Regions from separate parts of the Triticum aestivum genome. Here region 1 is linked to region 2. A link is a contact called in public Hi-C data. All regions are on one chromosome and are shown on one strand. Each heading gives the region's core, a stretch centred on a gene start, on an enhancer-like site or on the middle of the called end of the contact. The rest is flanking DNA. Distances are from core to core; before and after follow the strand shown.

Region 1 (5,360 bases), core at 579-3,078, 190 kb before region 2:
GTCAATTATTCGACCGCTATGTTTTTTTTTATTCCATGGCAATGCATGGTCATTCAACTATTCAAATTTACAGGCTGTTCATCCACTTTTTTCAAGCTATTTACATATTTCTCACTTGTCAGCAAGTTTGCATATGATGCTAGGAAGTGAACATAAGGACACATAAAACGTTGCATTTTGAATATGAAATAAACTCAACATCCAAATAACAAATTTGTTGCTCCGTCCATCGGTGAGCAGGAAATGTAAGCATCCTTCTAAATAAGATATTACCTATCTTGAAGCTGGAAATGCAAGAATTCTTCTAAGTAAGATATTAGTTATCTTCATGATGGAAATGCAAGCATCCAAAATTTACAACAATATTTCTAAAAACTGAAAACAATCTTTCAATCTTGATATAAGAATGAAACATAAGCAACATCACAGAGTTTGCTATTTCTTTTGAAACATAATTACCAACAAGTGATATACAGGTGAACTTACAGTTTATTCAAATTGGAATGCGGCTCACTCTACTAAAAAGGACGATGTCACCCACTCCGAGTAAAAACGGTCATCTACTCGCATTTAGCATCTGACCAATGAATATATATTGTATATGAGTTTTCTATTTTTTATTTTAATATTGTTTATATGTTTACTTTTGTAGATCAAAGATCAAAACTGATGGCTTTTTATTGACAAAGCTTTATGGTGAACCAGATTGACAAAGCTTTATGGTGAACCAGACTGAAAAATCATCGGGTTTTACACAATCAGAAGAGATGCATACAAATAATTGTTCTTTATATATTTGTTGTGCATGATAGTACAAGAGGTATGTTTCTATACATATTTATTTTTGCAGAGTATGAAAGAGATGGAGATGGATTATGTCAACGTTCAAAAAGAATCCATCGACAAGGGTGTTGAGGCGATGTCATTGAAGGGCTCAAAAATTCGTTAAGATTTATACAACAAAAGGCCCGTGGCAACGCACGGGCATTGTACTAGTATTAGGACAAGAAACGGTGACCCCAGCAGCATCTTATCTGCTAGGTCCGGTAAGCAATGCATTATTGTCGCTTCTCTTTGATGTGGAACTCATGTTATCAGCCCACTGTTAGAGAACAGCGAAAATTGACACTGTGATGTTACCTAATCTGCTCAGAAAACAGTCTAGCATGCGTGCTAGTAATTGAAGAAGTGCCCTAGCTAGCTGACGGAGTGTCTCGGATAGGCAGTAAATTTGGGAACGCTCGAGCTGCAGTGAAGCTGCCTAGTAACTGCAAGTGTAGCGTCACATTTAACCCACGAAATTCCACATTATTCTAGAGGTGGCATTACCATCGAATTATTGGTATTATTTACCGTATCTATCTACTTTACAAAATACGCCAAGTAAATAAGTGACCAAGGTTTCCGTTTGAAACTAAATCGCCAACAACAGTTGAAAAGACGTCTCAAAAAACTTCACCCGCAAGCAAAGACCCACCTCGACAAATCCAACGGCCTGGATCGCTCAGCACCCGACAAACGGGCGGCTCCCCACGTTCCACGCGCAGAGTCCCATGCGGAGCGAAAGGGGAACAAGCGGTGGTGGATGGCCGGGAGGAGACACGTGCAGGCATGGAGAAAAGGGCCGCGCGCCAAACGTGGGGAGAAAAAACTGTAACGTGGTCAATTGTCAAAACCGAAAAGGTTGGAGCGGTTACTGCGCGGCGAGGGTCACTTCGCTCACCGGCCGTCGACAGCCAGCGACGGCGAGGCTGGACGGAAGCTTCGGAGATACGGCAAAGGCGTGCGATCTGAATGAGTACATACCGGGTGTGTACGTGACGGCGACGCGTGCGTTTGTCGATAGCGTTTGTGGCTGCTTCCAGTACGGAGATGCGGATAGCGTTGAGCGGTACGGGACGTGGGATGTTTTCTTTCTCTTTTTTCTTCTTTTCCGTTTTGCGTTCCGAGATACTGGGGCGACGCGCGGAATAGTGGAGGTGTGCGGAGACGGGTTGCGGGTAGATCTCCACGTCGCGGGGGAGCTCCGCCGTCCGCATGCGGCCCGTCGTCACGTCATGGGTGGCTCACGGTACGATGTCGCGGCCCTGTGATATACGTATAGCAGGGGCATGGAAACACCTGCACCTGCACGCGCTGGGCCACCGGGTGGGTAGCATAGCATGCATGCATCCTCTCGTTCCATAATGAAGAGGATGGGCCACCGGCGGCACACGCGTCACGGGGGCGTGCAATGAATCTAGACCACCAGTGCTCCCTGCTCCGATCCTAGAAATAATCAACCGCGAATTGATAAAAACTCACGTTCTCACAAGATGATGGGACCGAGATAAGAGTAGTATGCATGATTTTATCCTGTTCCGATCTCATTTTAATAAAAATAATAGTAGTACTACGTACTTCATTCGATAAAATAGTACGAATGGAGTACCTCAACAGTGCGGCTAATTGTAATTATTTGCTCATTAGCATCTAGGGCATTACGTGTGCAATAATTACGCTGTTTTACCAGGCATAATTGCTCGTGCGTGTGAGGATTCACTCCGATCGAGCAGCAGCCCCCGTCCCCCGTGAGGCCGTGAGTCACGAGCCTACGCCCGTACGTAGCCACCCTCGGTTCGCACCAATTTTATAGCTGTACGTAGTACAGCGGGCGTGTACATACTGCAGCAATGGAGCACGCACGTACACCTCGTCTCCCATGCAAAAAAAAAAAAACCGTACACCTCGTCTCCGCGTAGCACGTACGAACGCTTGGTGTACAAACAACCGCGACAGGCTACCTACGAAAAGATGGCAGTAGCGACTGACAAGGGAAGGCCCGCTCTGCATCGCTTTACACTTTTTTTCCTAAATAAACACGTCGCCGGGGACAGCGATCATTGCCGTCGTTCATCGGCCCCACCTGCTAGTGACTGAATAAAACCCACAAAAAGCCTACGCCAGTCCTAGTCGGGGGCCGCTGCTTCCCATAGAGCCATGCGACGTGACTACGTCCTTCTAAACTGGATAGAGAGAGCGAATTAGCGATACGATCACCCCATCCATCCATACCGGGGAGAAGAAGACGCCAGCTCGCTCGCGTCCAAGCGGAGCCCGGCCAGGTGACCGAGTGGAGTGTGATCAGCTGGCTGATGGGATCTTGGCTCGGAAATTAGCTCGCGTCGTGGCACATATAATAATACGGCGATCGATTTGGCGCTGCGTGGGTGCAATGATAGAGGGGAGCGTCAGCGTCCAGCTTTCCGGAGGCGCCACTGCTAGCCTAGCCTGCTCGGTAGGTGTTGTTGGTCGCGCGCGCAGAGGGCTAGCTAGGGTGGCCGCACGCACGCAGCGAGGCTGGGCGTGGGCTGCACGCGGCGGGACCGGAGCCGGGCACATGCCGGTGCTCCTCCGCTTTTCAGCGGCAACCGGAATATTGGCCAGCCAGCCCACCGCACCGTACACAGAGCATATATATGGACAGTATAGAATTATCCGAGAAACATGCATGTGTAGATCGAGTGTGTGTGCGCACTCGCCCAGGGCCACGATCACCATGGAGGACGAATGTGTCGTAGCGTGCCCTCTTTTTAATAGACTTTTTACCCCGTGGGCTCCAAGGTTTTAACTTTACGATAGTAGTGCTCTGATCCTCAACGGCGTGGGTGTGAATCAGGTGAGACTGAATCGATCCTGTGTTGCTTTTCTGAAACAGCAGTCAGGCTATTTTACTGATGATCCTTTAATGGATGGGATCGAGCATTTGGGGTTTTATAGTCGTAAAGCAAAGTTGTTAGGGTGTCTGAAGTCTGATCCTGACGGGGAGTTCGTTTCATGTGTGTCTGGTGCGATGCGATGCGACGGCAGCGGCTTCGCGAATAGAATAGTTCCCCACCTAAAAGCGACCTCCAAATGTATATCGCTTTCCGCTTATCCACGGCGGCCGGCACCCGGTCGGTAGGCACGCACCCATCGTCCGTCCGTCAGTCCCTCCATTCGTACGCCACACCGCGACGCGCGCAGCCGCGGTGCACGGCCGGCGCGCTTCACTCCCAGTCCCACCCGAGTGCGCCTGGCGCCGCGGCCTACCAGCCTCGCCACGGCCCGCAGCGATGCCAGCTTCACTGAGCCGGAGCAACACAGGCCATTAGCCCATGACCATTCTTAAGTTTTGCAGGCCACACAAGAAAATACCGTGGTTCAGGTCAAGAAAATACCTTCTCCTTGTAGCTCGAGGAGCTTCAGGTGCCGGCCATGGTGCCGGTGATGGCAGAGAGTAGTGGTGGCGGTGCTTCCCGTCAGCACTGCACTAACCATAAATCGGTAGGGGATGTAGGTGGGGTGTATGGCGTCGTGACGAACCTCGTGGTGTGCGCCGCGACCCCCACCTCTTTATATAGTGCAGGTGACAGGGGCTCGTCAACCATAGTGGGTTGAGCGCCCCCGATCAGGGCATGGATCTGAGGGCCCGGTGGGCTGTTGGGCCCACACGGTGGAGATCATCTAACATTCTCCCCCTTGATCTCAACTTTTACTTTTGACCAGATACTTTTACTTTACTCGTTTCATAACAGATCAATACATAGAACATGTTTTATCGTCACAGCTCAATTGCCGATAGAATTAGACAACCACAACGTACCTCTCTGTTTTGAAACAAATTCTTTAACCTTGGGTCCTTTATTGTCCGGAAATCTTAGACTATACCATAAAACTCATGTCGATTGTGTGTTCTCCGAACACACTGGGCGGTAAGCCTTTAATAAGCAGATCTGCAAACACTTGTCTGTTGTTTTTATGCTTCAAGCATTTCTACATAATTTCAGACTTTCTCATTTACAACGCATAACTCTGTGTCAGTGTGTTTGGCATCAACACTTGACTTGTTGTCATAGGAGCGAAAAAGTTAAAATGGTTATCGTTGTTGTCAACCATTATCAACTCCGGGTACAGGTCTCCTTAACCATTTTGCCTGTCCCTCAGCCTCATATCAAGCTATAACATATTTTTGCATCACATTGATGATAATTGTTTCATTCTTTGGAGCTTTTCCACACCAAAACTCCAAGTGTGAAAGTTAGCGACAATTGTGGATTTCGCTATACATTTCATAAGTCCTGTCTTTATACTCACAATCTTTTGAGAGCACTTATTTCTTTCAGCATGAGGTCGATATCTTTGACTCCATTCCAGTGATCTGTATATGAACTGGACATTGCCAAAACAACCCAGATACGTGAAGTATGCCAGGGTAATATATTGAGCTTCCAACAGGTGAAGCATATGGCACCATATCCGTTTTCAATCTTTTCTCATCAACTTTTGGAACATCATAGTTTTTAGTTCCATTACCCTTGACTATAAGAACAGGCGTAGGT
Region 2 (5,039 bases), core at 934-3,433:
TTGATGTCACGGTGAACAATGCGGCGTGAATGACAATGCTCAAGTCCTGACAGTAACTGGTTCATGTAGCACTTAACCTGCAATAAGAATCAAGCAAAAAAATGCCAGGTCAACACAGTGTAATGTCAAAGTTGTACGGAAGGAGGGATACAAATACACTTCCTTCAAAATGGACAAACCTGTGCTTCAGTGAACTTGATGTCAGGGGAGGAACAAAGACCAGCAAGATCGTGCTCCATGTATTCAAACACTAGATAAAGGCTGCATGATAACCTAGAAGTAATCAAGCCTTCCAGCTTCATGACATTTGGATGATCAAGCCTTCTCAATATCTGTATCTCCCTTGCCATGAATCTAACACTCTCTGGCTCAAAATTGTCAAATCGCACCTTCTTCAGTGCGACAATCTTTCCAGTGTCGAGATCGCGCGCCCTAAATACACTGCTGTATGTGCCTTGCCCAACCTGGACAGATGTGTGTAATTGGAGAAATAAAGCGCATGTTAGAAACTGTACATCACAACAACAACAACAAAAACACAAAAGGACAATTTTATCATGTAACCTACAGCTTCAACCTACTTGCTGCAAATATACACCAGTACTACCAAATTAGCAGTCAGTGACTGCCATGTTACCAGCTTGACAATGACAGCATAGACTAATTGGTAGGAGGTGAATTTCCCACCAGCAAAGCATAACAACAACAGAGACAACTAAAACTTGTCATAGCTGACAGTAGGAGACACCAAATTCCCCATGTTACCTCCCTTCTGATCATTATTACCACAACACAATCCTAGTAGTAGTTTATTCTTCATGTCTTAATACATCACCCAGCAAAGCAGTACGGTACTATACCTATACTAACTGTAACACATAATATAAGATTCCATAAAGATGCCTACCAATCCAGACAAATAGCAAATCCAATAACCGTTTTCTTTCCAAGGATTCCCATGCATGAAAAAAAATTGCAATGGAAAATGACCTATTAAACTGAATCTGGCAGGAGAGCTGAAGCGAAAGCGGCACAGTACCTTCTCAAGCTTCTCAAAGGAGTCGGCTTTGAGAGGGATCCAGCCTTGGATGGCCTCCCCGGCAACGGCGCTGAGCCACGACGGCCACCCGGCGGCCACCTGCTCCCCCTCAAGGCTCCTCCGGAGGTTCCGCAGCCGGAAGCTCCGCGACGCGGCCGCCACGGCGACGACAGCCTTTCCCGTCTCCTCCGCGTCGTCCTTCTTCTCCACCAACCTCGCCGCCGCGGCTGCAGCAGCCGAGCTGCGCAGGGAGGAGGCGGAGACGGCAGCGGGCTCCAGCGCGCGGTCACGGAACACGCCGGACGAGTCGACTGCCGGAGTGATAGAGACGACGGCCTTCTTGGACGCGACGCAGCCCATCTCGGCGGCGCACTAGCAGGGTACCAGAAAACACGTCAAACCATGCACGGCGAGCTCCTCCCTCCCTCCGCTGTGAAGCTCCTCACTGCCGCATTGGATGGATAGAGGGGAACAGGAAGAATCAAGAGGAAACCGACCGAGCCCTTGCCGAAAGGCGTGGTGGTCACGGGGCAAGCACGGCAGGGGTGAAGAACAAGTCCGGATTGACCTGGGGAGTAATAAATGACGCTCGCCACCAGCAAACAGAAAGGAGACGAGACCCTGACGTCGCCCACCAGCTCCGCCGATTGGGACAGATCGAGAAAGCGGCCAGCCGCGGAACCGTGATCGGCAGGGAAGGAAGGAGGGTTTTGGGCGGCAGAGCACGGGACAGCCGTTGCCGCGAGGGGGAAAAGAAAGAAGAAAAGAGCTACGGCGACCTTTTCCGCGAACTCAGTGGGCGGGCGGGCGACGGATCAAGAAACCGCCGAAACAACCGATTGTCAGAGCAGCGCGGCAGCCAGAACCGCGGCACAGCCGGCAACCTTCCGCCGCCGCGTCGCCGGAATCGCAAGGAGATCAAGAAACGCCACGGGATTTATTTGGGGTGAGGGTGCAGAGGAAAGGAAAGCTCCCCGGGATGAGTGGCGCGGAGGACGGAGTAGTGGGGGCGGGTTCGCAGGTGGGAACGGGGGCTTTAAATGGTCCTTCCAACGCGAGGATGGACCGACGTGGTGGACTGGTGGTAGACGACGGCGCTTTTCTCCTCTGCTTTCTCGGGCCCGTGGTCGTCGCCTTGCCTTTCCCCCTCTGCTCTCTGCGTGCCCCCGCCGCCCTTCTTCTTGTAGTACCGGCGAGATTAGCGGAGCTAGACAGGGGCAGCATGAGCAACGACTGCATATTTTACGTCTTCAACCTTTGGGTTATGACAGCATTGGGTTTGGAACGACGGCCCCGCCGTACCGTACGTGCCGGTGCGATGCGCCGTGAGTGCCGAGCACGCCTGCGCGTCACGTTCGGTGGCGACCGGCCCGACCCGACACGGGCTGGTCCCTGGTTGCACTGCATGTACGCAAACTCTGCAACAACTAGGGTTCCCAGCTTCTACTAAAAGGCTTCCATTATTTCTCGGTAGCAACCTTAAAAATGGAGGCAAGAGCACTAGAGACCCACATACTTGCATTGTATGTGATGATTTAGTCCATAAATTTGTAAAAGGTGATCAATCCATCCCTAAACTTGCACTGCTTGGGATGATCTAGTCCACAGCCAATCAAGAGCGGACAAATGGCGCCTCGCTGGCCTCTGCGTGGCACAGCCGCTGACCTTGGCGATTTTGCAAAATCGCCCTTGACCTTTAGGGAAATCATAAGCGCGTACATAAGAGAAGCGTGATGAGGCACACCACTCGAGCACGCACACACGCATGCATCAGTCTCCTCTCAGGAGCAACGACGACCGTGCCACGCGTGCGCGAGCACATGGGAGAGCATATGAGAAATCATAAGTACGTACACAAGCAGGCCGCGGCAGAGCGGGCCGCCGGCACCGCATGACGCGAGGCGGCGGCCGCGATGACGACGTCCATGGTTCACCGTCGGTCGACCATCGATATCCTCGGCGCGGTGGCGCGAACTCCCGTGGCTGCTAGCTAGTTGTAGGTTGACGGGGAGCGTGTGCAGCTGCGCATGTACCATGGATCGATCTTTCTTAGCTAGATCGCTATATAGGTGGCTGAAACACGAACTGATCATAACAGCAGTTCGACCGAATTGCTAGCAAAAAAGAGGGGAGAGGTGTATAGTTAAGACATGGATCTCAAAACGTTGTTCTGCATGTTATTGCTGTGTATGATAAAGTGGATCATCAGCTCTACATAGTACTAGCTGGAGTATAGGATGGATAATCAATCAAGCTTTCGAGTGATCGAGGCTTGTTCTGGTCAAGTTAGTCTGAGCGTTTGTTCTTCATCTCAATGATATGATACCCTTCTTCAACCTGTGTGAACTAATCATCTTCTGCATCAAGACTAGACGCATCCTTTTCTGAGTTTATGTTACAAGAAGAATCTCTTGTTTTAAAAAAAAGGTTACAAGAAGAATCTTACAGGACCGGAACCATAGTAATTGACACCAATGATATTACACCAAGTATTTTTACATATTTTTTAAAAGACTTCAGAGTGCCTTTATGCCTTGTAGGCTCTCATACATGTTCGCAGTGAGACTTTTTTTAAAACAAAACTGCATAAATGTTTACATAAAAGCATCCATGATGTCCTCTCTGGACTGTAGATTTTTCACAAGACTTCAGTTCTTGGAAAGAAATTTTCTACCAGGATTTTCTTAATCATAGTGTGCACGGAAATTCCTGGAAATCAATCATTTTCATTCGCTTTGGATGGAAGTTGTTTCTATTTTTTGTCTTTACTACTGTCGTATCCAAATGGCTACTCTATAACTTTGTTATGTTTTGCGCTTCATTCCAGTCAGGCCGAATGCGCTAGGGAACATCTTACATGGGTTAACTGCTCCGATCTCATAGATCATATCACTGAAACAACACATCTTTTCATCTCACTTTTAGTTCTTATTACAAAGGAAAATCCTAAGGTGGAACTTTTTTTCTTGATTTGCGCCTATCAGCATCTCAATTGGAAAACAGACTGACTGTCCTACTTTCCCTTTTGTACAAGAACAAGTGGCATTAACTATGGACGCCACCCAAGCGCGCCTATTGGCAAACTTTTTCCCTGAGACAAAATCAAAATTTGCAAACCAATCATGCAACATCCACATTCAGCCACTTAACATATTCCTGGAACTGGCTTTAGTGCCACATGTACGCGCGCATGATTTCCCTAAAGGTCAAGATTTTTTTGCAAAAACGCCAAAGCTAGCGGCTGTGCCACACAGAGGCCAATGAGGCGCCATTTGTCCGCTCTTGATTGGTTGTGGACTAGATCATCCCAAGCAGTGCAAGTTTAGGGATGAGTTGATCACCTTTTGCAAGTTTGTGGACTAAATCATCACATACAATACAAGTTTGTGGGTCTCTAGTGCTCTTACCTCTTAAAAATGCTCCACTCCATTAATTATGGCTATATCAGCGATTTGCCAGTACTCCTACTCCTAATGTACTACGTACTCTCGAGTAGATTGCTGTCCTGGATCAAAGGACGAGCCAAACATGTGCGGCTCCTCTTTACCCCTCTAGTGTTTTCGCCGGAGAACATTTCTTTCCCCGACGTGACGAGCGGCACGTCCGTGGTCTCCACCCCCTCGGCCCGAGCGGGCCGATTCTCTCGTCGTCGTCGGAGTTCGTCCTGTGTGTGAAAGGGACGCGAGCTCGGCGACCCAGCTCTGCCTGCTGCCGGACACGGGTCCATGTGCGCGACCGAGACGGCAGACGGTTTAGTCAAAGTAACCGTGCGTGCTCGCAAAGCTGCGAGCGATTTCTGACGATCCGGTCCACGGACAATTACTACGCGGCGAGACTTTGCGCCCACCTCTGTTTTGTCCCCATGCGATCTACGTTGACTCCGGTTCCTGCGTGTTTCTGCTCTTCTACCAACTAGAGAGACATGCTTCCCCTAAAATAAATAAACGAGTCATGCTGCTCGTGGTTTGGACCTAAAGTATATGCTGGCCTGTTCGGTCGG

What was found. A called contact is a pair of places that touch in the nucleus more often than the background predicts.
Region 1: a Hi-C map of leaf shows a contact between it and region 2, with 10 times the contacts expected there. The contact joins the enhancer-like site here to the promoter of LOC123044340 in region 2. A contact is called at or near these places in 2 of 5 Hi-C or Micro-C datasets (both in leaf).

The regions. Positions count from the first base shown.
Region 1 is chr2B:199,857,284-199,862,643 of IWGSC CS RefSeq v2.1, reverse strand. No RefSeq gene overlaps it. Among protein-coding and RNA genes, the nearest start is that of LOC123044341, 8.9 kb to the left of the region's middle. Within about 2 kb of position 1,828, at least 7 of the 8 cell types and tissues checked have an H3K27ac peak or open chromatin away from gene starts, as enhancers often do. A contact at or near this core is called in leaf, where this site is marked.
Region 2 is chr2B:199,666,764-199,671,802 of IWGSC CS RefSeq v2.1, reverse strand. LOC123044340 (protein IMPAIRED IN BABA-INDUCED STERILITY 1) reads right to left here and starts at 2,183. Exons shown (of 9, transcript XM_044467065.1): 1 at 1,040-2,183; 2 at 180-464; 3 at 1-77. The coding sequence starts at 1,399.